Regions from separate parts of the Mus musculus genome. Here regions 2, 3, 4, 5, 6 and 7 are each linked to region 1. The links are chromatin contacts, called in public promoter capture Hi-C maps. All regions are on one chromosome and are shown on one strand. The core of a region is the stretch at or near the end of the contact, and the rest is flanking DNA. Distances in the headings are between cores, read along the strand shown.

What was found. Promoter capture Hi-C pulls out the DNA fragments that hold promoters and counts their contacts.
Region 2: a promoter capture Hi-C map of liver shows a contact between it and region 1, with 2.5 times the contacts expected there. The contact joins the promoter of Car8 here to the promoter of 4930412C18Rik in region 1. A contact is called at or near these places in 2 of 39 promoter capture datasets (cranial neural crest and liver).
Region 3: a promoter capture Hi-C map of liver shows a contact between it and region 1, with 3 times the contacts expected there. The contact joins the promoter of Ints8 here to the promoter of 4930412C18Rik in region 1. A contact is called at or near these places in 2 of 39 promoter capture datasets (cranial neural crest and liver).
Region 4: a promoter capture Hi-C map of liver shows a contact between it and region 1, with 2.8 times the contacts expected there. The contact joins the promoter of A630034I12Rik here to the promoter of 4930412C18Rik in region 1. A contact is called at or near these places in 2 of 39 promoter capture datasets (cranial neural crest and liver).
Region 5: a contact with region 1 is called in a promoter capture Hi-C map of liver, with 4 times the contacts expected there. The contact joins the promoter of Ndufaf6 here to the promoter of 4930412C18Rik in region 1. A contact is called at or near these places in 5 of 39 promoter capture datasets (the 3T3-L1 cell line, cranial neural crest, frontonasal cranial neural crest and 1 more).
Region 6: a contact with region 1 is called in a promoter capture Hi-C map of liver, with 9 times the contacts expected there. The contact joins the promoter of Plekhf2 here to the promoter of 4930412C18Rik in region 1. A contact is called at or near these places in 4 of 39 promoter capture datasets (the 3T3-L1 cell line, cranial neural crest, liver and 1 more) and 1 of 115 datasets of contacts at active chromatin or transcription factors (astrocytes).
Region 7: a promoter capture Hi-C map of liver shows a contact between it and region 1, with 4 times the contacts expected there. The contact joins the promoter of 2610301B20Rik here to the promoter of 4930412C18Rik in region 1. A contact is called at or near these places in 7 of 39 promoter capture datasets (the 3T3-L1 cell line, the SN4741 cell line, cranial neural crest and 3 more), 2 of 484 Hi-C or Micro-C datasets (embryonic stem cells and uterus), 5 of 115 datasets of contacts at active chromatin or transcription factors (embryonic forebrain, embryonic stem cells, epiblast stem cells and 1 more) and 1 of 9 other capture datasets (embryonic stem cells).

The regions. Positions count from the first base shown.
Region 1 is chr4:9,768,572-9,772,194 of GRCm38.p6, reverse strand. It overlaps 4930412C18Rik (RIKEN cDNA 4930412C18 gene), which reads right to left and starts at 1,610. Exons shown (of 4, transcript NR_030693.1): 1 at 1,501-1,610.
Region 2 is chr4:8,236,992-8,240,614 of GRCm38.p6, reverse strand. Car8 (carbonic anhydrase 8) reads left to right here and starts at 1,574. Exons shown (of 9, transcript NM_007592.3): 1 at 1,574-1,763; 2 at 2,505-2,696. The coding sequence starts at 1,661.
Region 3 is chr4:11,252,187-11,255,809 of GRCm38.p6, reverse strand. Ints8 (integrator complex subunit 8) reads left to right here and starts at 1,551. Exons shown (of 27, transcript NM_001159595.1): 1 at 1,551-1,829; 2 at 2,860-3,034. The coding sequence starts at 1,700.
Region 4 is chr4:11,189,611-11,193,233 of GRCm38.p6, reverse strand. A630034I12Rik (a long non-coding RNA gene) reads left to right here and starts at 2,004. Exons shown (of 3, transcript XR_001784240.1): 1 at 2,004-2,089. It overlaps Ccne2 (cyclin E2), which reads right to left and starts at 1,525. Exons shown (of 12, transcript NM_001282943.1): 1 at 1,419-1,525; 2 at 517-553; 3 at 323-419; 4 at 188-241. The coding sequence starts at 530.
Region 5 is chr4:11,074,283-11,077,905 of GRCm38.p6, reverse strand. It overlaps Ndufaf6 (NADH:ubiquinone oxidoreductase complex assembly factor 6), which reads left to right and starts at 1,701. Exons shown (of 9, transcript NM_001085493.2): 1 at 1,701-1,926. The coding sequence starts at 1,730.
Region 6 is chr4:11,006,042-11,009,664 of GRCm38.p6, reverse strand. It overlaps Plekhf2 (pleckstrin homology domain containing, family F (with FYVE domain) member 2), which reads left to right and starts at 2,046. Exons shown (of 2, transcript NM_175175.4): 1 at 2,046-2,272.
Region 7 is chr4:10,872,636-10,876,258 of GRCm38.p6, reverse strand. 2610301B20Rik (RIKEN cDNA 2610301B20 gene) reads right to left here and starts at 1,761. Exons shown (of 6, transcript NM_026005.3): 1 at 1,487-1,761. The coding sequence starts at 1,644. n-TSaga9 (a tRNA gene) reads right to left here and starts at 2,195; the gene lies at 2,114-2,195.

The sequences.
Region 1 (3,623 bases), core at 361-2,860:
CTACCTCTCCAAAACAAGAATTAAAAGCACGGAATAGGACTTCAGCCTGCCTCCCCTCCCCCATCTCTCCCTCCCTCCCTCCTTACTTCCCTCCCTCCCTCCCTCCCTCCCTCCCTTCCTTCCTTCCTTCCTTCCTTCCTTCCTTCCTCCCTTTTAGTTTTCTGAGGCAAGCTCTCAGTTAGCTCCCTCTGACTTCTTACTCCCCAGTACAGATTACTACATGGCTTCCTCCAACCTTAGAAATGATCATGTATAAAACTGTTTCCATTGGAGAATTAAATTAGTAAAGGACTGGTGGTGGAACTCAGCTGGTATAGTGCCCGCCTAGCCCTGGGTTCCACCCTCAGCACCACATCAAATGGGCGCGGCGGCAGGACACATCTGCAGCTCCAGCATCCTTAGGGTTGCGGATAAGCATCAGGAACTCAAGGCCATCCTTTATACACAGGTGAGAGTATAAAACCAGCTTGGGCTACACGACCCCAGACTCAAAGATTCGAATATGAAAGGGTTAAAAAAAATCTAAAAACAAACGTGTAGGAGGTAAACTGTAAACATAGTTCGCAGTGATTATGATAACGACTAATATTTACTTAACACTTATAATGTGCTGGGCACTATCGTTCTATTAGCTCCTTCCACATTAGCTGGTCTAAAAGCTTGCTGTGGAAAAGGAAGTAGGTTTGTGGAAGGGAGCCAATCTGTGAAAATCAGGCCTCTATTACAGAATACACACACGGAAGCAGAATGCCTTAAATTTAGTGAGGTTCCTTAAAAATTTGTCAAGTAGATGAAATTAATGAGTTCACAATTTCTTGGAATTGTGAGAAGGGTAACCATACTGTTTTAAAAGGTTATTCCTATTTATACCGCTAGGGGGCATAGTTTAAAAACAAAACAAAACAAAACAGGTTGGGGAATACTACTTGCAGTGAATGCTGTTTTAAGTGTTCTGGCATTCTAGTCCATGACAGATTTTTTTTTTTTTCTAGTGCATACGATAAACAAAAATCTTTCCCACTGCAGCTCCCGCGCATGCTTCATATTCACCAAGGTTAACCTGAAACCTCACTATAAACCCAACTTATCTACCTCCAATCCTGGCAGAAGCTGGAGGAACAGCCCGAGGGCTCGCATGCTAATTGCTCTGATCGCCACCAGCGCTGAAAAGAAATACCAGGGGTAGGATGTACGTAGCTGAGTTCAAGTGCCCCAGAGGTCAGATCGCACAGGTCCACTCCCCTACCTCCTCACCGCCCCAGGCTGTGCAAGGGCGGAGGGGAAGGAGGCCAAACCGCTGTCCTGCCAACGACCCGCTCCTTCCGGCAGAGGTCTCCGTTTCAAACTTCACTCTGGCTGGGCCGGGCACAAACCTTGGTGTGGGCCTGGGCCGCCAGGAATCTTACGCGCCAGATTCAGCTACAGCAGAAGGCGAGCAAGTTGCTGGGGAAATTAAAACCGCCAAAGAGGACTCGGTCACCTAGCAGCAGGCCTGCCCACCTCGTTGGCCTGAGAGTAATGTCCAGACTCTGCGCAGGTCCCTTGAGGATACCCGCGCACGCGCCGCTCACACAGCCCGGGAAGTCACTGTTAAAACCTCTGCGCACTGGACTGAGCCTTTTGCGCGACCGGTTCCAAGAAACACTTTTCGTGACTCGATGGGAAAAAGAGCAAGAAGTTGGGAGACGGAGCAGGGTGTTATTCGGGGTTCTGTTACAAGAAGGAAGTTTTAAGGTACTAATGGAGCCATTGCTCAGAGATAGGTTGCGTAGTAAAAAGATTTTCCATTTGGAAGAAAGGGGTTCTGGGATGGCAGAGGATCGTTACGTCAAATGGTGCAACATTTTAATACAATCTACAGACATTTTCTGCATTCTTTAAATTATCCCTAGATTACTTTTAATGCTGGATATAAGGGAAACACTACACAAATAGTTGTTATGCTGCATTATTTTTGGAAATAACAAAGAAAGACTGTACATACATACACTCCTCAGAAATCTGTGAGGGATCAAATCTGTAGATATGGAATCTTCAAGTTCAGGAAAGTGGCTTCCCTTTCTCCACCTAAGGAGCTACATAAAACCGTATTAGTGGTGTTAGGTCAGATACCCTTTAAAAATATCGCATGCCTATGGTCCTAACATTCAGTACGCTGACGCGGAAGGATCCATGCTGGAGCCGTTCAGGTAGTGAGTCTGACAGCATCCCGGGTTACTCAGCAAGACCTCACCTAAAACAAAACAAATATATATGAGAGCAAGTACCTAGACTGTACACTTTCAAAGTCTCAACCACTGCAGGTGAAGTATGAAGACAGAAAAATATGGACAGAAAACGGGTAAACTGATATGTTTTCTGCTGAGTTTGACCATGACTCAGCAGTGTCTCTACCCTGCTGTCTTTCAGTCTTGAGACCCAGTATAACAGAACTGTCTCCTTATGAATTCAAAGTTCCTAATGAATGATTCACAATTTGAATTCAAAATTCAAAATAAATATTACTTAACAGCGTCTTCACAGATTAATCACACACACACACACACTGTGTGTGTGTGTGTGTGTGTGTGTGTGTGTGTGTGTGTGTGTGTGTGTGATTCTAGGAAAAGAGTCAGGCTCTGGAGATTCCCCCCAGACAGAAACTGAGGACCAGGTAACCAGCCAGGTGGCAGAACATAGAATAAAATAAATGAGTAATTAAGGTAAGAGCTAGTTGGAGAATAGAGCCAAAGCTATTGACCTCAAAATTTATTCATATATAGAAATCTCAGAGTCACTTTTTCGGGGGAATTTATGTGCCGGCAGGAAAGAAGCAGTTTCAGATAGCCATGGTTAAACTTGACGGATCAAAAAAAACATAACAAATGACACAGATGTGGGGACAGGATTTGTCGAGGGTGATTCACAAGAGTGGGAGGAAAAGACTGGGTAGTGAAAGCAATCAGAATGTTTTATACATAGTATGAAATGCTCAAAAACAAATGTAATAGAAGTTATAAAAGCTGCTTTGAGAGATAATTGAAATAGTTCTAATAAATCTGTCCAGACACCATGTAGAAACACATACATTTAAGTTCGTTTACTTATTAGTGTGATTGTATTTAAAAGTCTGCCATGATCAATGAAGGAAAATATTAAGAACAATCATTTCTGAAAGCAGAGCATCTTTTTCAGATCATGGGATGTAGTGGATTCTAGCACCTCTGTGCTTCCCTGTCAACTAAGACTTCTCCTCCTTAGCCCTGAGGGCTTCTGGAGTTCAGCCCACTCTCCTCATCCAGCGTCCAGACCCCCACCAATTTACTATGCTCCTGCAGTAGTGTTCTAGAAAAAAACTTTCACCATTTGCTAACAGATTATCTTTGCTGGTGGCATTTATTAGCTCACCCTAATACAGATATTGATTCTGAAGTGAGTTGCAGGTAATCTGATTCCAAGAAAGGAAGAGAAATTGAACTATCTAAAATAAAAATAAAGTACAAGATAGTGAAAGGACATCATAAAGTAGATATAGAAACTAATTGAAATATTAATCTATGGCTACCTGTATTGTCTTGTTTCTCTAGAGTGACAAAACTTAAGATATATATATATATATATATATATATATATATATATATATA
Region 2 (3,623 bases), core at 325-2,824, 1.5 Mb after region 1:
TAACCAGTACCTGGGAGCTCTTGTCTTTAGCTGCATATGTATCAAAAGATGGCCTAGTCGGCCATCACTGGAAAGAGAGGCCCATTGGACTTGCAAACTTTATATGCCCCAGTATAGGGGAACGCCAGGGCCAAAAAGGGGGAGTGGGTGGGTAGGGGATTGGGGGGTGGGTATGGGGGACCTTTGGGATAGCATTGAAAATGTAAATGAGGAAAGTACCTAATTAAAAAAAAAAAAAAACAACAACATACACACACACCCTGAAACCCACAGGCCATGTGGGTGCTGCAGCTGTCCAGGAGGTTTTTTGTTTGTTTGTTTGTTTTTGTTTTTTGTTTTTCTTCAGACAGTGGAGGAGTAGGTCAACTGATGTTTTTCTCCTTAGCCTCCATCCACTTCCTGAAGACGTGATACGATATTTATTTTTTAAGTTAAGGCCCCAACAGGCAGTAAAGGATAGCAACCCGGCACCTTAAAATTTCCCAGCTAATCAATCACCCCCGCCCTGTTTGAGGAACTCGATGCATCCATTAATCTCACAGACACTGTGGAGTGTGCATGGGCTATGTAAAAGGCAAAGCATACTGCAGGCCTGAGTACTAACTTACTATGCAAATATATCTGCTATCGTGGAGGAAAGGAGCTTAGGGGTTACTGAACAGGGCTGGAACACCAGGATGAAGCATTAGCCTGAGGTTGGGACACACGCTTCAGGGGTAACGACTTGACCTCTTTGGATCGGGGAAAGTTCCTGTTTGTTTCGTAATGTGTGTGCATTTCATTATTTGCGCGACTTCACGAGGCGCTTGGGAGCGGTGTCCACAGCAAGGTGAGCCTGCAGCAGCACCCCAGACTTAGAAAGTGGAACCAAACACCCCATTTCATTGTCTTTGAAATATATTTAGTAAAAATTTCTCAAACTATACCTATGTCTAGTTGCTAAATTATTTTTCGTGAAATGTTTGTTGGACTTATTTTGGGAAAAATAAAATCCATATTCATTTTCCCTGTGTTTTAAGGACGGATTAAAAAGTAAAACTCGCTCAGATAAGCTGCCACCACCACGCTTGGCCCCATGGTGGTGGTGCATTCTTGCAAGCCCAGTGTTTGCAAAGTGGAGCGAGCCCTGTGCAGTTCAAGGTCATCCGCTTCTCCACTGGGAGGAGTTTGAAGCCAACCTGGTCTCCTTGAGACCCAGTCTCACAAAACCAAACCCCAACAAAATTGACCGGTAAACGATGGCCAATAAACCATTCGACCAGGGAGTCTTGTTGGGTTCCCGGTCTCAATCCCGTTCCCAAAGCAAGGCAACTCCATTGGGAAAATTGTTTGGAGCAAGGGGAGCACGGGAGACAGGGCGGATTTTGGAGTCTCCAGGCTTTTGAAAGGGTATTAGGACTTGGGTGCAGCAGGCTTCCCGTGTTGCTGCAGCCCCAGTTTGATTTTCGCAGGCTTGCCTGTCCCGATTGTGGGGTGAGAGGGGGTGTAGGTGGGAGTGTAGGGCGGGGGGCGTGTCCTCGAGTCAGACACGCCCCCACCGACCTTAAAACGCGCAAGCCTGCGCCGGACCGCTGCCTCTCGCGCTCGCGGGGACTGCCACGCTCAGTGCGGTCCCCAGCCCCGCGCCTGCCGCTCCCGCACCCGTGTCGCAGAGCTGCCCATGGCTGACCTGAGCTTCATTGAGGATGCAGTCGCCTTCCCCGAGAAGGAGGAAGACGAGGAAGAGGAGGAGGAGGAGGGCGTGGAGTGGGGTTACGAGGAAGGTAGGCTCGTGGGGCCGCTGTCGCGGCTGCTACGCCCCACGCGGTCCCCCACTTGCCCCTCCGTGGCTGCCTGAGTGCTGTTCGCACCTGCTGCACCCAGGCAGCCACATCTCCCAGCCTGGAGCAGACGTGCAACCGAGTTGCTTTCTAGTCTTGGGAAGTATAACCAAACGCACTTCAGAAAAACCGTCCCGAATTGCAGGCTGGATCTTGGGGACTTTAAAAAGAGTTTTCTAAATCTGTCTTCGCAGATCCAGGGCTTCGAATAGTCATTAGTGCCCGCCCATGTTTCCTGTATACACGGAGAAAAGAGCAAAAGAACTAATATGTATGGGACACTGTATTTGCATTTTAAACAAGTGGCGCTCATTAGCGTTACAGGTTTTCTGTTGTCTCTGAGCATGTGGGGCTTTGAGGAAATTTCCCAGTACTGCACATAATTGAACTGATGAGCAGAAGAAATTTCTGAGGTATCTTTTTTCTAGTCACTTCAAGATGGCATAAGTTTCTTAGATCCCTACATCAAAGCGTCTGTATGCACAGACAGTAGAGGATTTTGTGTGTGATATTTAACAACAGATCACTCACGTAATGAATGTAAAAACCCACACACATTTCTTATATTTCATCTACATACAGATGATAGTCACAGCTATAATGTTAAGGATTATGAGATTTTTGTGTTATATTTTACTGTCATTAACCTTAAAAAAATCCAACCTAGTCTCATTTTGTCTTCAGGTGTTGAGTGGGGCTTAGTGTTTCCTGATGCTAATGGGGAGTACCAGTCACCTATCAACCTAAACTCCAGAGAAGCCAGGTATGACCCCTCACTGCTGGATGTCCGCCTGTCTCCAAATTATGTGGTGTGCCGGGACTGTGAAGTCACCAACGATGGACACACCATTCAAGTCATCCTGAAGTCAAAATCAGGTAATTTGGAACACATGTTTCTGCACTTTTATAAGCAAGCTCTGATTTAACTTGTATGGTTTTAAAGGCGACACCAACACAGTTTCTATTTTCATGGTCCTTATAAGTTGCATTTTTCTGGGAATTATTTTCTAATAGAGTTCTCAGGGGCTAAGAGGGTGAAGTGATGATTATCTCAGCTGGCTGTTCTTCCAAAACTGTGCCTGGAGCTGCCTCTTGCTCAAACAAACATTTACTGAGCTATGAAGGAAGGAGTGCACACACAGGCTTGCGGAATTGGGTCTTTCTGCTGTGCGTTTTGTTCTAAGTTACTGATTAGCTGAAATCATTTAATTATAATGTCTTTTGAAAATAGTTTGTGAGACCAAAGATTGGGATGTATTGATATCACCTGTGTTCAAACTTTTCAAATTAAAGTTCCCTTCTCTATCAATGACAAGAATAACTTTAATGTTGAATGCAGTCCGATATTTAAGTGGCAACTCAGTGCTTGCTTTTGGTTATTGTTAACTCACTCACTCTTCTTGAACCTTGCCGAAATGAATCTGAAATGTTTTGTGGAAAATGCAATTTCTGGGAGAATTGCTTTCCAGCTTAAATGTAGGAGAGACAAAAACAGATTTAAAAAACATTAGCACTAAGATTGTGTTTTTCATGGGGAATAATGACTATTTTTCCTCCTGGAAGGAATGTAACATTAGTGTGTTGAGTGTTGATGTGTTTTACAAACAGACTGTGCTTACATTAATTCCAAATTGATCAGCTAGGTATTTCAAACCATGAAACCATTAGGTCTGTCATTAGGCAAAGAAGATATTTATTCCTCATCTTGTTTCACAGTTTCAATTCGAAATCCACCAGGCAGAGCCTGTATTCTTTGCAGTTATTGGTAGTTTAATTGAGGTGGGGACAGCTCCTGAAAACAGT
Region 3 (3,623 bases), core at 302-2,801, 1.5 Mb before region 1:
AATAGCTTTAAATTTATTGCTGGTTTATAAAAGCCTCGATTCGATCAATCAAAGGCTTGCTATCCCAGCTATTCCTGTTTTGTTTTGTTTTCGAGATAGGGTTTCTCTGTATAGTCCTGGCTTTCCTGGACCTCACTCTGTAGACCAGGCTGGCTTCAAACTCAGAAATCTGCCTGCCTCTGCCTCCCAAGTGCTGGGATTAAAGGCATGCGCCACCACTGCCCAGTTTATCCCAGCTAGTCCTAAAGGATATAAGATCCATCAGAATATTTATAGAATAGTTTTACATATTCTATACATGGTTTTATTTTATTCTTTTAAAAAGAAATCTAAAGGGGCTGGTGAGATGGCTCAGTGGGTAAGAGCACCCGACTGCTCTTCTGAAGGTCCAGAGTTCAAATCCCAGCAACCACATGGTGGCTTACAACCATCTGTAACAAGATCTGACTCCCTCTTCTGAAGTGTCTGAAGACAGCTACGGTGTACTTACATATAATAAATAAATAAATCTTTAAAAAAAAAAAAGAAATCTGAAAACAAAACAACAGATAACCACCCAAAAAAGCCCACAAAGAGCTTAATCTATAATCCAGCACTTGGGTGGTTGATTCAATAAAATGGATGCAAGTTCAAGTTTAGCCTGGGCTACATAGTTCCAGGTCATTCTGGGCTACAGAGTGAAACCCTGTTTCAAACAAAGCAAAACAAAACAGGAGAAGCATCTAAAAGAAACTGACTAAATCTGAATTTTTTTCTTTGTTTCTCAGGGTCCCTTTATGAAAACAATCATCTTTAGTAACACATATCTGAAATTTTCTATGAGGTGTGTATAGGATGTCTGGGAGTTTTCTTCAAACTTTCTTCTGGATGTATTTTGTCCGGATCAGCTGGCCAGTCAGCTGATCACAGGAACTCTCTAGAAGGACCAATCTGGCTTTGGCTTTTGCTCTCCAAGTGCTGGGTTTTACAGGAATGCCCCACTACACCATGCTTTTTAGTTTTATTGATAATGATACTTAAGGACCTTTCAGAATGGTGGAACGCGTAAAATAGGGTTTACTGTGCCTAGACTGGAGATCTGAGGAAAATTAACTAGCTTCTTATTCCGAGAGTTAGTCTTGGGAAGTCGCAGAAAAGTTTGTTTTTTTTTTTTTTTTTTCTTTTTTCCGGAGCTGAGGACCGAACCCAGGGCCTTGGGCTTGCTAGGCAAGCACTTTACCACTGAGCTAAATCCCCAACCCCAGGAAAGTTGGATCTTAATTATGTAATAAGCCTTGGGAAACGGGGAGAGGAGTTAGGCTGGAAGGAGTCTCAAAAAGGTAAAGCACCCAAGACAAAGCAACTAGATTTGGTCTCTTTGGTTTTCTTACGAAGACATCGAACTCGCTTCATTTTCTCTGGGAATGTCCAGAGAATCTGGAGAGCCCCGCCAGAATCTAGCTTCTGAAGGGCCAGGAGACTCCATGGCAGCTAAGGGGCGGAGCAGTCTGCTGTTCCCGCCCCTTTCCTCCGAAGTCTAACTGGGATTGGTCGAGAGCGTGGCTAGCTGCGGATCCGGGGCCGGACTCTGGCCGACTACTACGCCATCTTGGGCTGTGCGAGCTGACTAGAGGTTCCGGGCGGTTTCGCTGGATAAAGGGACTGGGCGAGGGTCAGGTTGGAGCCCGGAGGCGGCGGGAGCAGCGGCGGCGGGGGCAGGATGAGCGCGGAGGCGGCGGACCGGGAGGCGGCCACCTCCAGCCGGCCCTGCACCCCGCCGCAGACTTGCTGGTTCGAGTTCCTGCTGGAGGAGTCGCTGTTGGAGAAGCATCTGCGCAAAGCCTGTCCGGGTGAGCGAGCGAGCGAGCGGGCGGGCGGGCGTGGTCTGCGGCCCGCTGCCTTCTGTCCCCCGCTGCCTGAGGCCTGGCCGGCGCCGCTGGGCCCAGCTCGACGGTGCCTCAGCCGGGAACGTCGCCGCGGAGCGTCTGCGGAAAGTTTCAGACAAAGGCTTTCGGTCTGCCGCGGTCCTCACAGCGAAGGGCGCCCGCACTCGCCGTGCGGGGGTCGGGTCGCCGATGTCGCACGGCCCTGGGGGTGACTTCGTGAGGGGAGAGCGGCTCTGCGGAGCCTAGAGCCGGCCGTAGCCTTCGGTTCATTCAGCCAGGGGATTGTGTATTTCACTGTTGAACCCCGAATTAATATAAATCCCCCGAAAACAGCTGCTTCGGCTGTTGTATAGGGATACCCGTGTTGGGCAAGGAACATGGCCCTTTTCCTCTTTCGGGCATTTTGGTAAAGGTACAATGTAAGGTCTTTACCTTTAGTTTGCTCAGTTCTCATCCGAATTTGGCCTTGTAGGAGACTACTTTGTGAAAAGTTGGCATCATTGGTGGGGCAGTTTTACCAAGTGTATCTCAGTGCTTTTAGAGCTTTCCTATTGACACATTGTTAGGGGCTAGGGTGCCAAGCCTCCGTGCTTAGCTCTTTAAATAGGTTGCGGTCCTTAGCGAAGCCTTCATTATAGTGAAGAAAGTGGCATTAGCCGCTACTTTACTGGTGGGAAACAAAGCTAGAGACAGTTCAATAAAAGACCCCTGTCAAAACACTACTTCTTTCCTCCAATTGGCATTGGTCTTATCTTGAACTGGGAACCTGTAATGCTTAGTTCTTCTCTGTGAAATGCTTTGTTATGAATCAGTTTTGAATCGTCCCCAGACCCTCTTGCTTATTAATTAAGCTGGCAAACGCCGATCTGCAGCTGTCTCTGACCACACCTCCAGATGTTTCGTGCCCCCCAAGTACCATAGTCTTTAGTATACGCGAATCCTTTTGCGTTTTTATAACGAAAACTTTAAGAATTTAATTTCTTTTAAATCCTAGATCCTGCACCAGTTCAGCTTATAGTTCAGTTTTTGGAGCAGGCTTCCAAACCTTCAGTTAATGAGCAAAACCAAGTCCAGCCTCCACCTGATAACAAGAGAAATCGCGTCCTAAAGCTTCTTGCTCTTAAAGTTGCTGCACATTTGAAGTGGGATTTAGACATACTGGAGAAAAGGTATAAAGCTGTAAATGGCATTACATTTGAAGCAGTGTTTGAATGTCTTTGTTTCTGTCTGGATTCTAATGTTTTTCTGATAGTGGCTTAAAATAAATTACTTTTCTGCATGTTCATGGCAAAACATTCAAGCATGTAAAGAAGGTATTAAGAAAGTAAACCTAGACATGTGTGTAGTCCCAATAGCCTGAGGCTGAGGCAGCAGGCTTACTAGAGCCCCCAAGTTAAGAGACCAGACAGGACAGCAGGGTAACTCAAACCATCCAACTCTGTAGGAAAGCTGCAGTAGATAAACCACCCTTTAAGGTAAAGAGAAAACTGTCTTCTTGTGGTACTAGAAATTACAGCCAGGGTCTCTGTTTTTTACCACTAGTAGCTGAGTTAATTATTGCTTCAGGCGTGGTAACATGAGAAAGTCCAGACTGAGTGCTGTAAATGTTTTGGTTAGCAGTTGATTTACTCTTGGATTTGTTACTTTTTGGCCAGGGATCATTGACGCCTCCCCAAACTGTTACCATCGCTACTCAAGTCAGCATTGACTGACTTAAACGCAAATAGTTCCAAAGGGATGCTTAGAAATTTACTTATT
Region 4 (3,623 bases), core at 755-3,254, 1.4 Mb before region 1:
AAAGGGAGGGATTTACCAAAGGGAACCAGCTGCTTCTAAGCCATCTACACTGCAGCTGTAGGACTCAGGCTTATATGAACCTCCTTCAAGTTCACCTCTAAAGTATCAGAATCTTCCCACTATAAGGCAATAACACATGATTCCACTCTTATTCTTCCCCAGCCCACCCTGTCCAGTTCTGCATTACCCTAATCTCATACTGATGCTTCTTGGTGATCTCCTCTTTTCTTTTTTTGACATCCTGAAGAATAGAAAAGAACATGTAAACTAAGGTTTCAGCAAGGAATATTTTTCCCTTTCTCCCTCTTTTTCCTTAAATCACCTGTGCTGTTTTTCTCTTCTTGGCCTGAATTATCTGGGTTTCTTGCGGAGAGTCTGGCTGGTTGGGCTGGGCATGTTGCTTAGCTTGTAAACGGCTACTGTGATGAATTGTAGAAAGGAAGCTTAATTAGTACGTCATATATTTCAAAAGCAGCAGCTAATTTTGAAACATGTCTCCAAGACTAACACTGTTACCTGCGTCTTGACATTCTCTTCAAGGACTATGAAACCTCTAAATAGGGGAGAAGAAAAACAAAATCAAGAACATAGTCATCCATAATCTTCAAGTTCCAAATTAAAACTGATTCAGAAGTTACCAACTAACGTTACTAGAAGGTGGCCTAAACCTTTAAAAATAAAACACTGCACTATTTTCTGAAATACACTCGCTATCTCAGTAATTTTACATTCATGCTTTCATTTCCTTAACTGTACACTGGGAACGCGAGTGCGTTCAGGAATTTGCAAAGTCCCCTAGCACCCTTAGATGATCATCTGGGCCATTCATGCACTCCCCAGGACAACCAGGGTGGGAAAGGCACGTCCTGGCCTCGGCCGCCAGGCGCCTGGACGAGCCTCCAAGAGCGGGCTGTGGAGAAGCCGGTTCCGCGCCAATTTGGAGAGCGGCTGTGGCGGGGAAGCAGGGGGTGGAGGGAACCTTCTGGTGTCACGTCCTCCAGGCTCCTTTCCCTCCTTCCCAGCCCCACCCGGCGGGCAGTGTCGCTTGCAGGGGTGACGGGACCCCAATTCCAGAAGAGCAGAAGGAAAGGGGGGGGGGAATTAAAGGAGAAAACCGTGCTTAAGAATCTCTCCGTGAAGTGATCCCACCTTAATCCTCTCGCGCGGGAGACCTTCCCCAAGTGAGGATGGACAGAGAAGCTCCCAGAGAAGCTTTGCCGTGGCCTCTCATTTGGGGACACACTCCATCCCCTGCCTCTGCTTGGCCTCCTGACAAGAATCCTGACAGGGACCAACCTCGGGAACCCCTGAATTCCAGTCTCCTACTTCTTGTCCCACCCCCGCCCCCCATTTTTCCTCTCCCATGGCTCCCGCCAGACGTGGTTCCCTTAGCTCCCGCATGCCCCTGTCCCCAATACCTCCTCACCGCCAGACCCTCCACAGCTCGGCTCAGCTGGCGCCGGCGCCAACTCAATATATAGGCCGGGCCCGGACCGCCCCGCACGCATGCGCCGCAGACTGACACCTCGGCCGGCGCCTTCCCCTCCCCCACCCGCGCCCGCCCAGCTCGCCCGCGCGCGCCGCGCCCTGCCCTCAGTGCGCGCGGACGGGCTGGCGGGCGGGCGGGCGCCGAGTGGCCGTACGGCTGCCCTCCTGGACCGTGCTCCTCCGCCCCTCTCGGCGCTTCACCTGCGCGCGCCGCGGCTGCACGGCTCAGAGGCTCCTCCCCCATGCTGGTTGCCCACCACAGGCTCCCGCACGCCTTCCAGTTCGCGCCGGGCCCCCTCACGGTGGCTCTTAGATCTCGGAGTGTCAGGCTACGGTTCGGCTCCGCGTTTTGGCAGAGGCCTTGGGAGGGCTGGGGTGGGGAACCCCAAGTCTCCTCAGAGGCACGGGGAGCGGGAGCCTAGGGCCCACCCCTCCGGGAGGAGCCGGCCAATGGCAGGAGAGGACGGCAGCACAACGTGGAGCGGCCGCAGAATGTAAACACGCCGGAGCGCGCCGCCCGCCACGTGCGGAGCCGGAGCCATCCGCCGGGCGACGAGCGGGCGGCGGCGCACAGGAAGGTGCCTCAGCGCGGCCGGACGAGGTACGTGGGAGCCTTGTCCCCGCGCGCCGCCGAGCGGCCACTCCGCTCTTGCCTACGGCTCCCTCCCAGAGCCCGCGCGGGAAATATTGGCGCCGCGCGCTGCCTTTCTCCTCAGACGCCTGTTCCGGGCGCTGACCACCTCTCGGGACTCCAGCGGGCGCCCTCCCCGTCCGCACGCACGAGCGCCGAGGCTCTGGGGACCTGGCCGGAGAGCAGGACGGTCCGCACCACGTGCGCGCCCGGGCCGCGCCGCGCCGCGCCGCGCCCCGCCCCGGCCCTGCCCGGCAGCCAGCGCGCCCTGCGGAGCCCGCGCGAACTGCCTGCGCGGGAGCGCCTCCCGCCTGCGAGCGCTGCCGGGACGTGGCGGGCCGCCCCGCGCCGCTCCTAAGCCCCGGGCTCCGACTACCTCTCGGCGCCCTGCGCACCCTCAGGCCGGGCTTGCGGGTGACACGGCACACACAGTCCCGTGGCGCGACGCCGCTTGGGGAACAAAGACCACCCCCAGGCCGCGGAAGCGCAGGAAGGGCTCCCGCAGGCCGGCGGTCCCGCGCTTAGCCATCCTGGTCCGGAGTGAGCCGGTGCGAGGGCGCCAAGGACAGCGGCCGCGCGGCCCGGCCCTTCCCGAGATGCACCTGGAGGCCTCCGGCCGCGGTGGGCCTTTTGTGCCACGCTGTGGTTAAGAGCCCAGGAAGGCCCTCGTCACACTTCCCGGGTCTTCGCATGGTCCTTCACACCGGCTAAAGCTTACTTTCCCAGCTTTACACGTAGACAGGATCAGAGGAGACCCAGTGCCTTGTCTAGGCCTAAGGAGCGTTCACCCAACCCATAATTGCTTATCAAGACTGGGGGGGGGGGGGGGAGTTACCTCCCTTTGCTGGAGCTGTCGTCTTGTACAGCTTGAGATCTAACCCGTTATGGCAAGAAAGCAGAGGTGTGTTATCTGAGTGGAAGTAAAACTGATGGCCTACAGCCCCGCTCCATAGTGACTTCAAGACCAGCCTAGATTATGTGAGACACTGTCCTAAAAGTGCCAACTGGTGGCCTATGTAGGTGAACTTGGCCAGGATACACTGAAAACGAGGGCTGTCGTTTACATGGGATTGGTCTTAAGTATCATAAGTCCAACCGCATAAGTTAGTGTACGTACGTCATTAAAAATGTACTGTGGGCATATCTAAGTATTACGTGAACAGAGTAGCCATAGGAAAAGCAAAATTAGAATGATTGAATCAACGAAAACTAAGATAGCAAGCTGGCAGTGGTGGTGCACACCTTTAAGATCAGAACTCAGATGGCAGAAGCAAGGGACCTCTTAAGTTTGAGGCCAGCCTCTGCTATAGAGTGAGTTCCAGGACAGCCAAGGCTAGGCAGCAAAACCCTGTCTTGAAAAACCAAAAATAAATTAAAAAGTAAAACAAGGTACTTACAAGCCTTTATACATTCAGAATGGGAAGTATGGTATGTTTTCACATGTAGAACCTACAGCTCAGTGGTAGAGCACTTGGCCTATCATGGGTTTGATCCTCAGCACTTG
Region 5 (3,623 bases), core at 452-2,951, 1.3 Mb before region 1:
ATGTAAACAAAAGTACATCCGTGTAATATTTCTCTGTTTTTTTAAAGAAACCAAAATTCCAGAGTTTGCAAAAGGTCCTCCTTGGAGCTGGAATTACAGGTGGTTGTGAACCACCTGATGTGTATGCTGGGAGCTGACATAGCTAGGCTCCTCTGAAAGTGCTCTTTTTTCTTTTTTTAAAATTGAAAGTGGTTTTTCATACAATATATTCTGGTTGTGGTTTCCTCTCCCCTACCTCCTTGGAGATCACCCCCACTTCCCCGCTAAGTCTACACCCTCTCTTTCTCTCCTTCATTAGAGTACAAACAATTGTTCTTAACCACTGATCCATCTCCCCATCTATCCTTTGAATTCTTTATCTTTTTCCCCCTAACTCTCAAATGCTGGCATTATATGTGCATGCCACTATACCTATAGACTATTCAATTAATAATAGTTGGTAACAACATATCATTTGTAGTATAGTATCATTTTATTGTATTTTAAACTGTTGTATTTAAGTATTTAAATTAGCACATTATGGCATGTACATAATGTATTTCAACATTTGCCTCCCATTACCCTCTTTTGTCTCCTGCCCCTCTGAGCCTCCTTTTTGTCTTCTGAGCTCCTTCACCTCATCTGGTACTATCTTACCATTTTACTGACTGACCCATCTCTCTAGCCTTATACTGGAATTCTAAATTCTCCACAGGCAAAAGGCTTTGGCCTGATTCCTGGCTGAGAGGCTACTTTTCTATCTCAGGTTCACAACTTCCTCTTTTTGTCTTGCTTCAACCTCACTGTGTAGTGTAGGCTGACTTTGAACACTCAACACTTCCTGTCTCAGCCTTCTTAGTGCTGGCGTTACAGATGACAGAGGCAAGTCAGATTTTACAACATCGAGGGACTGTCAATGGGTTAAAGCAGGAAACAAATGACTCCATGCTCTTGGGCTTTTAGAGTGTTGTGAGAGACAACTAACAGCAAATGATATATTGTTACTGTTAAAAAAGAAAAAGGAGCCGGGCGTGGTGGCGCTCGCCTTTAATCCCAGCACTCAGGAGGCAGAGGCATGCGGATTTTGAGTTCGAGGCCAGCCTGGTCTACAAAGTGAGTTCCAGGTCAGCCAGGGCTACACAGAGGAACCCTGTCTCGAAAAACAAAAGAAACAAAAAACAAACAAAAAGAAAAGGAAAAGGAAAAGAAAGCAAAAGGAAAGAAATTAAATTTTGTCTCTGTCTCTCTCCCCCTTCCTCTCCTTCCCCTTTATCCTTAGTGGTTGATAATGGAGGCATAACCTGGTGCATCTCTCAAGCATCTTTGTGTTTTTCTCTTGGAGGTAGAGTGGCTAATCAGTGTACCTGTTCAGGGCTATGCTGGGAGGTCTCTGGGAATGTGTGTGGGTGAATAGTGGGCATTCAGGTACAACAAGCTTCCAGCAGTGCGGTTACAAGTGTCAATAGCGCCCTTGAAGAGGATCAAGAGAGGATGGGGGTCTCTGGGGTGACAGGATGTAACGTCAGTCGCTTCTTTAAAAAGCAGGCACCCATCCCTTTTGGCGTTCTGGGGTTCTGTGGGAGTGGACGCTGGAGAGGACAACCAAGTCACCAATGTGCAGGATTATAGCGACACCTGGCTCTGGTCTGAGTGGCGTCCTTCCTTTGCGGAGTTGCAGAGATCTGCCGGGGGCGTGGCCACTTTCCGGGGGGCGTGGCCTCAGGGTCGGAGGGCACCCGAAGCGGGTGTCATGGCGACCTCCATGCTGGGTTCTGTCCGCGGCCCAAGGCCATTCGGTTTGGCTAACCTGTTCCATCGCCAGCCGCCTCGGGATGCGTGGGAACGTGTGCGGCGCCTGCCGGGGCCCTCGGCGGTCCGGCGCAGCGTGGCGGCGGCCAGCGGGCCAGGCATCCCCGGTTCCCACCTCTACTGCCTGGAGCTGCTGAGGTGAGTGGCCGCGCCCGGGGGACATCCCCGAGAGCCCAGAGCCTGTGGAACGCAGAGCGCTGAACCCCGAGCCTGGGGCTGCGTCCTCCGGGTCCTGCGTTCTGCTGGGCTCTGTGCCCGTGCTTGGAGAAGGAGACCGCAGGCCTGTTCACGTGGCTCAGCACATCCTCTGCCTGAACCCTAACGTTAATGGACCCTACAACCTTTGCATGCATAGCACTTTTTATTCATGGACAGCTAGTGACTTTAACACCGTTAACTGGCTTTGGGCTCTGTGTGCTGCACTATTAAAAGTAATTCACGGGGCCTGCGCATTTTTAGGTCCATTGGTAGGGTGCTTGCCCAGCGTGCTTTGGATAAACACATCTCACAAAAGTTGGCACACTCACTTTTGACGCATCTTCTTAGGAGGTACTGGCCAGAGGTTTAGATTTAACTACAAAGCAACCTCAAAGCTAAAATTTTGTTTACAAAAGTAAAGTCCAAAGCAGCTTATTTAATTCTCCTTTCAAGTTGTGATTCCCATCAAGGGAGTTTAAGAGTTAGAGCATTAAGAGCTGGAGAAATGGGTTAGCGGTTAAGAGAACAGGCTCAGGTTTGATTCCCAGCCCCGACACGAGATCTAATGCTCTCTTCTGGCCTTCTTGAGCACCAGGTAAGCAGTGTATAGACATATGTGTACGCAAACACTCATACACATAAAAATAAATACAATTTTTAAGATGAAGTTTAATAATTTCAAGGGAACAAGGGATTTGCCAGAGATTTACAAGAACAGCCTCATGACTTGTGTTTTGTTCACCTGGTGTCAGGAAAGACATCTGGGATTTCCTCTGTAGACATGTGTGGGGGTTGGGCCTGATGGGAATTGAGCCCTATGAATAATCTATGGCTTAATTACATCCACCCACACCGCCCCTGCATTTTGCCCTCCCTGCTAACAGCAGTTATCCGGTATGGTTTTTGTTTGTTTTGAGACAGGGTTTTTATGTAGCTGTGGTTGACCCTGTAGACCAGGCTGGCCTGGAACTCCTTCTGGTCTCTGCCTCTCAAGTGTCGGGTCTTTTTTGTTTTGTTTTGTTGTTTTTATTGTGTGTTATTTTTATTTCACGTGTATGCGTGCTTTGCTTGTGTGTATGAACTGTGTGCATGCCTAGTGCCACCGATCAGATTTTCTGGAACAGTTGTGAACCAATGTGATGTTGGGAATCACACCTCTGGAAGAACAGCTCTTAAGTACACAGCCAAATGCCTGCTTTGAAGGGCTTTAGAGTGTAACTAAAATAACTAAATCACCTTGGATCTGATTAGGGAAGCAAATCTGAGAAATGCAATTGCTTCTGTGTTTGCCAAGAGTTTCAGGTTCCCCTGACTCTGACCAAGTACTGAGTTTACAAGCTTTGGCTGTCAACCTGCCATGTTTGGTTGCTGTTTTCTTTATGGTGCTGGAGGCTGAGCTCACAGCCTGGCGATGCTAGACAAGATCTGCCCCACTGAGCTATATGATAGCCATCATAGTCCTAGACAGCTTCTCACATGTTTTCAAAAGCTGCCCTTGAAATCATGAAATTGTGGACTCGCCGTCTCTTGCTGTAGACGCCTGAGTATGCACCATACCCATTCTCTGGATACTCAAATTTCTGTAGACTTTTGCCAAACTTGTTTCTGGTATTCTTTTGACAATCAGTCTTTCCATT
Region 6 (3,623 bases), core at 797-3,296, 1.2 Mb before region 1:
TCAGAACTGCCCAACTGTCTTTAAGTGACTTTGGTTTCTCATTTTGTATGGGTTGCTATGTTACAGAACTTTCTATGATGGTGGGATGTTTTATAGTGCCAGTGTCTTTATAGTCACGTGATCAGTGTCAGTAAGGAACCAGATCTTAAATTTAAATTTTAATCAATACACCTGCTTAGTGGTTTTGCCAGTATGAGTCTAAATAAATGGCTTCCAAACTGGGGCGCACACATCCCAGGAAGGGAAGAGAATACACAGACTGCAGGTAGAAAACTTATTACTCCATAGATTTATATCATTATTTGGCATGTCTTATTTAATATTTAATAACAAGGTAAACTGTAATAGACATATGTGTGTACACATTGTACATGTATGTTTAATAATTTTCATCATTCATTATTCTTAGCTTGTGCTTGGCATGTTACAAATATTGATTCATCTAATGACTCTTTGAAGTACTCTTATTATTCTAGTTTTACACACGAAGGAACTAAGGGTAACTAAGTATGTCCAAGGACGCAGGTATCATAGTTTGTGGCAAAGCCAAGATTTTGAGTGTAGACAGTCTGGCTTGCATCTTTGTACTTTAAGTTAAACAAGTGTGTTGTAGGGAGGGCAACTTTTTTTTGTTTTTTTTTTTTTTTGTTTTTTTTGTTTTTTTTTTTTTGAGACAGGATTTCTCTGTATAGCCCTGGGTGTCCTGGAACTCTCTGTAGACCAGGCTGGCCTCAAACTCAGAAATCTGCCTGCCTCTGCCTCCCGAGTGCTGGGATTAAAGGCATTCGAAGAGCAACATTTTTATTGATGACACTAGAAACACAGCAGTTCCTAATCTTAAAATTTAAAAAGATTTTAGAGTGTGCTTAGTCTAGCACACATAAAGATTGTGTGTGTATACGATTGAAATCCTGTAACTATCCCTATTACGACAACTGATCTCCTTTGCCAGTTTTGTTCTGGATACTAATTTAAAACAACTGTATTTGTTTCACAGACATTCTTCTTCCTCTTCCTCTTCTTCTTCTTGTTTTTCGAGACAGAGTTTCTCTGTAGACCAGGCTGGCCTTGAACTCAGGATTCCGCCTGCCTCTGCCTCCCAAGTGCTGGGATTAAAGGCGTGTCCAACACCGCCCGGCAGCTCTCAATCTTCTTAATGCTTTAATATAGCTCCTCCTATTGCGGTGGTCTCCACCATATAATTATTTGTTACTACTTCATAACTGTAATTTTGCTGTTATGAATCATAATGCAAAATATGTTCTCCGATGGTCTTAGGCGACTCCTGTGATCCGCAGGTTGAGAACTGCTCAACAGGAGGCTAAAAAGAAAATTCCTGAATAAAACTTTAATAATAACCCAATTTCTACCCCTTTCCTGTTTAAACGGTGTGCTTTTCCCAGCCAGCCAGCCTAGATGCCTCTGCTATCTCTCCGCAGCGCCTAGTAAACGCTCTTCTAACCCAGCGTCATGGTAGCACCGAGTTCTAGGTACGCGAAGCAGTTGGCCGAGGGGAAGTTTTGAAAAGAGCGGAGTTCTTCGGCATAAGGTTACACAGGAGCCTGCGGGTCATGGGTGCGGTAAGCGCAGACCCCTGGCTTGGGAGAAAGCGACAGCAGGTGTTCGGCTGAATGGCCGAGCCGGGCGGGGTTGGCAGACGCGGTTGGGTGGCGAGAAGCAAAGCCTTTCCTGTTCCTTAGGGCGGGAGGCGTGGAGGCAGCTTCCGCCCATTCTTCCAGAGAACTTCGCGGACTGCTTAAGAGCCCTTTCCGAAGGCTAGCCCGAGTCAGGAAAGTCAGGTCAGGCGACCCAGTCCAGCCTCAGCTGGCTCAGACGCGCGTCACCTCTGCAGAGGCGCGCGTTCCCCAACCCCGCCGGGGGAGGCCCCCGAGTGGGTGTGGCCTCCGCTGAAGAGCCCGCCCCCCGTGCGGTCGCGTGGGGATGGAGGGGCGGGGCAAGGCGATGGGCGGGGCGAGGGAGCCGGGAAGAAAGGGCAGGGCGGGTGTGCTCGTGCCCGTGTTTGGCGCTTGGGCGGGGGCGCGCCGGTGCGCGCGCAGGAGGGAAGCCAGCCGGAGCGGCCGTTGTCGGGTTCGACTGGAGGGGCGGTGAAGTCACCTGCGAGCGGCTGCGCCCGCCGCGTCCGGATCGCGCCGGCCTCGCGGGGCCCCACGCAACCCTGCGAGGCTGGGGTCGGGGAGCAGGCGGAGTCCGCGCCCGGAGTCGGCGACTAGGAGGACTCGCACCCTCGGCGCCGCCGCCCGCGCGGGGTCGGGTAGGTGCCATGGGGGTCGGGACGCACCGGGCGGCGGCGGGCTGGGGAGGGAGAAGCGAAACTTTGCGGGCGCCTATCCCCGCGGGCCCGGGCCAGCCGTGGCGCGGGGAGGGGTTGGCGCGGGCGGCGGCGGCCGACGCCATGTTGGGGTCTGTGGGAAACGGGGCGCTCGGGCGGCTCCCCTCCGGGCCGGCGCTCGGGCTGGAACCGCCTGGGTCCCGCCGCGCCCGTCCGCGGGACGCCGCCCGGAGGGCCAGGGCCGGGACCATAGACGGCGGCTGGGGACTGGACCTCGCGTCGCCCCCGAAGTTGTGGGGCAGCAGGACTCGGGTCCCCAGATCGTGCGGTCTGAAAACTTTGCAGGGTCTGGGCGTCAGGGGCACGCTCTGACTCCAGCAGTTTATTTTATGACTTTATATGAAAATGGCACCGTACAATTGGCTCAGATAGGAGCGGTAGCTTACACGCTACTTGAAGGGTTTTTTTTTTTTAAGTTTTATGATCTTTTGCCTAGTTTTTTTTTTTTTTTAATGTTATTAAAGGCCAAGAGCTGGTTCCCCAAGTTGCTCGAGTAGCCTTGTATAGTCCTCGAATATTAAAGCAGTAAGTTGTGTGAGTGTGCAGTGGAAATGACTAGTATTCAGGTTACATACACCTAAGCAGTAATTCAGACTCCCAAGTACATTAAACTGGTAAATGCCTTCTTTGTTATGTTTTAATATGTTGCCTAAGAGACTCGTTAAAGAACCATTTAGAGTTGAACGTTCAGTTGAAACGTTAAGGCATGTGTTGTCTTAAGACTAAGTGAAATAACCCAGTGTGTTGGCTCATGCCGGTTTTCTGAGCACTCCCGCGGGCTAGGGCAGAAGCATTGCCGCGAGTTCAAGGCCAGCCTTGGCTACAGCTTGAGTCTGAAACAAACAACCCCAGGACCACAACAAACAGATTAGGGTGATTTTGACGATTCAGTTTTTTTTTTATTCTTTTTCCTTTTCGTTCCTTAAAGGTGCATGAGTTTTGAGCCCCTATCTTTGTACCTTTATAGCTTAAGGGGTGGGAGGACCCAGGTTAAATCAGAATTAACCCAGGCTATTTTTAATCACTATGGGTCATGAGAGCATTGGGAGGTGAATGGTATTAAGTTGCTTATTTGGAAAGCTCTTTATAATCGCCCCTGCCCCCAAATGAAACTGGTGTACAGCATGAAGTAGCCTAGTAAATAAATACCCTTAAAAAAATAAAGGCGGCTTTAAAATTATGTTAAATGGGCTGAAAAGACTCTTAACAATGCAGAAGCCGTAAACAGCCGTGGTGGTTTTCCTTTTTTACTCTTTAGTTTTTTAAAATCATT
Region 7 (3,623 bases), core at 512-3,011, 1.1 Mb before region 1:
TCAAGAAGCAGATGAATTTTTTTTTTGGTTTACTTTTTGAGACAGGATTTCTCTGTGTAGCCTTGGCTATCCTGGAACTTACTCTGTAGACCAGGCTGGCCTTGAGACAGATGAATTACTAAGAAGATGATGATGAGTATTATTTAGTTGAAACCTGGTCTTACTAAATTACCCAGCTGAGCCTCAAACTCATTCTTAGACCAACGCTATCAGGCCACCTAGATTTGGTGAATGAAGAGAGAACACCATTCACCTCATTGGGCGATAGGGGTAACCCATATCGGGGACTTAGCACAGAGAGAAGTAAACATTAGCAATTATTATCACAGCTATCATCTAGAGATGGTAAGTTAAGCCATGCAACCAGCAGGTGGTCTGTTCATAAACTCACAAATGATTTCCTTTGGCTTAGTGTAAAACTTCAGTGATGGCATTCCATACCAGAAAGGAACTGTATTTAAAACTTGGCTTAGGGTATTTGCTGTTGTTTTTTGCACAACTTCTAATCATTGTCCCTGATAAAAAGTTTAACACAAGTGATAACAGTTGTGATTCACTTTAGGCATTATAAATGTGCTAAGGTGGGGGCAGGGAGAGGAGGGTGTGGGTGGAGTCTGGTAGTCAGACACAGGCAGGAAAGATCACATGGCTGGGGAGAAGCCACAGAAATGGCCATCCTTTCAGTGTGGAGACAGTCTAAGCTTCTTTATGTTGGTTCCAAGATGAAAAGGCCTGACAAATTCTCTCCAACCACAAAGGAACAAAACCAAGCCAAACACAAAGCAAACACTGCAAAGTAATACCTTATACATTAATGGAAGAAACACCAGCCTTTCCCCCAATGGTCTAGGCAAGCGGCAGGTCCTAGCAGGAGTTATTACTGAGCCTAAGATCTCACTTTAAAGGATAATGCAACGACGCCTGCTTTTTATTGTTGTTGTTCAAATCCCCAAAGATTTAAGTGTCTTTAAACTTCGACCTGGATATAATAGGACATTTGCTGGGTCCCTTAACTTTGGAGACACGGGGAATGGCAGGCAACTGGGCAATTTATTTAATTCAGATATTTGCAATGGATACTCTTAATAATTAAATATACTCTCATCTAACTCCTCGAGCTTAAACAAATCAGACAATAAAATGGTCTTCTAACAGCTGGCCTACCGGTTCCCTAAGGGTTGCCTGGTAACGGCGTGAGAGGCACGACATTTGCAGTCAGGGCCCCTCGCCGATGAGAACGCTGTGGGTCTGGTCAGCGTGGCCCTGTCGTGTCTCAGGGGAGGGACACCCCGATCCACGTCAGGTTAGGGCTGTCAGGTAGGGTCTCAGCTCCCTCAGGCTCGCCCAGGGGCGGGGTCTGAGCCGTGACCCGAGGGCCGTCGAGGGCTAGGACAGTAGCCCAGGCCGCGGGGGCGCGCGGCGGCGGAGGCCGGCTTAGGCGCCCCGAGCAGGGCTGTAGCAGAACCGTCCACCCGCCTGCGTTAACCTGAGAGTTTCTTTCTCCTGGGCTCCGTTCCGGTCGCCGCTGTGCGAGCCGCCGCCGCCGTCGCCTTTGGGCCGCTCACCCAGGTCCAGCCTCAAGGGGTCGAGTCTGCAGAACTTGGTCTCGACTTCATCCAGAAGTTCGTCCAGGTCCTTCGCCATCTTGAACAGACGCGTCTTTCTCTCCCGAGCCTCGCTGGCCGGTGGTTTCCACGGCAACGCGAGAAACCGACGCGCCCGGGAGCGGGTTCCCCACAACCTTCCGCGCCTGCGCAAACCTCCGGGCGACTCGGGGGGCGCGCGCGCTGCCGCGGCGCTGACGGGCGCGCACTCGCGGTGGCAGGGGGTCCCGAGGCCCGGGGACCCGCTGAGGCCGGCCGCCGCGGATGTTGTCGGTGGGTCCTGCGTGCCCGGAGCGCTTCCCTTGCCGTCCACGCAGCCTGTGGGCCCGCTTTGCCCTTCACCTCTCCCGCTCCGCTCCGGCGCCTGATCACAAACAGTCTCTCTTTCCACCCCAACAGCCTCTCTTTCCACCCCGTGGCGACCCCTGGTCGCTTTGGCAGGCTGTATGTTTCATCGGGGAATCTGCAGATCCAAAATTATTCATTCGGTGGCAAAAAACATTCCCTTCCGTAGTCGGCAGGATTCGAACCTGCGCGGGGAGACCCCAATGGATTTCTAGTCCATCGCCTTAACCACTCGGCCACGACTACTGGTGATGCTAATTTTGGCAGGAAGATTCTATGTAGACTCTGCATTGGAAACTTATGCCGCACTCAAGCTGGCTTGGATCGGAGTGAAAAAGCTTAAGCACATTCGAACATTGTGCTTTGAAGAATTCTGCCCCTCTTTTCTGTGACATAAAAGTGTTGGAGCTGAGTCTTCAAAGCTAGAGTGGGGGGTGGGGGGGGGGGTGCGGTCGAGAGGAGAAAGGGAGGGAGAGAAGCGAGAGAGGGGCCCCGGCTACTTTCTTATTGATAGAGGCATTTGCAGTAGAGAGACTGGAATTGCAGGACCTCTGGCCAGCCTCCCAGCTTCCCCGCACACTTCTAGTTTTCCTTTGACAAGCAGCTCCTAGACCGTTTTTCTCTCATTACCAATAAAATAGTGATTCCTATCAATTTATGAATCGCAAGACTGTCTCACCAGGATATGAAGCACTACTTTGAAAAAGAATATAAACCACGGTGCAAAACCCAAAACAAAATAAAGCAAAACAAACAAAACAAGCCCCCACAGTATTTTCAATTCTTATGGTTTGAGCAGGCAGTCATATCTATATAGCCTGGGCTAGCCTTAGAACTTGAGGTCTCTCCTACCTCAGCCTCCCTGGAGTCGGTTTGTAACACAGACCTAGATCACAGCACCGCTTCATGAACATAGCGAGCACATTGCATTTCTAAAGTTGTATTAGCCAAGAAGTCGGCACTCTGAGTTCGGCAGACATCTGAGCCAGGTGATTTGTTAGTTTCATTTACTTAATTCGTTCAAAATAGTTTTAAATTTCCCGAGGAGCAACATGTAACGGTGCGCAATATAAAAATGGTAGGTAACAGCTCACCAGAAGCCTTTGGAAGGATGATGGTTTTTTTTTTTTTTTTTTTTTTTTTTTTTTTTTTTTTTTGGCGGCCTATTGTTGAGTGCAACCATTACTTAAAATGTAATGTTATAGTAAAACAAAGGTAATGTCTGGCAAACTCTAGCTGTTTCTCTGCGTGGCCTTGCTGCTGTCGAGCCTGTTTACATCATAAAATTTGTAAGAACTGTGAGTTTGTTTTTTTTTTTTTTTTCTTCTGAGGTTAGACCTAGCAGTCTTTTTTCACAAGGCTTTCAGAATCAACCTGTGGTCATTGCTTCCCGTTTCATGCTCCCAGGGGCCTGGGAGCTGGTTGGAGCTGTCGCCAGTTTTTCATATACTCCATGCCCATGGCATTTCTATTCCATGCTTGTTGGTTGTCCTGACCGCACTTTCTTGATTGCTCTACTCTCCCTTTTTTCTCTTTTCTTACTCAGTCACATGAAGGAAACGTCTAATCTGCCATTTTACCTTGGGAATCTTTTTTTTTTTTTTAATTGAAGACAAGCCTTTCTAAAGATACATTTGTATTAGTTTTAATGCGCGTGTATGTATATGCATGTGT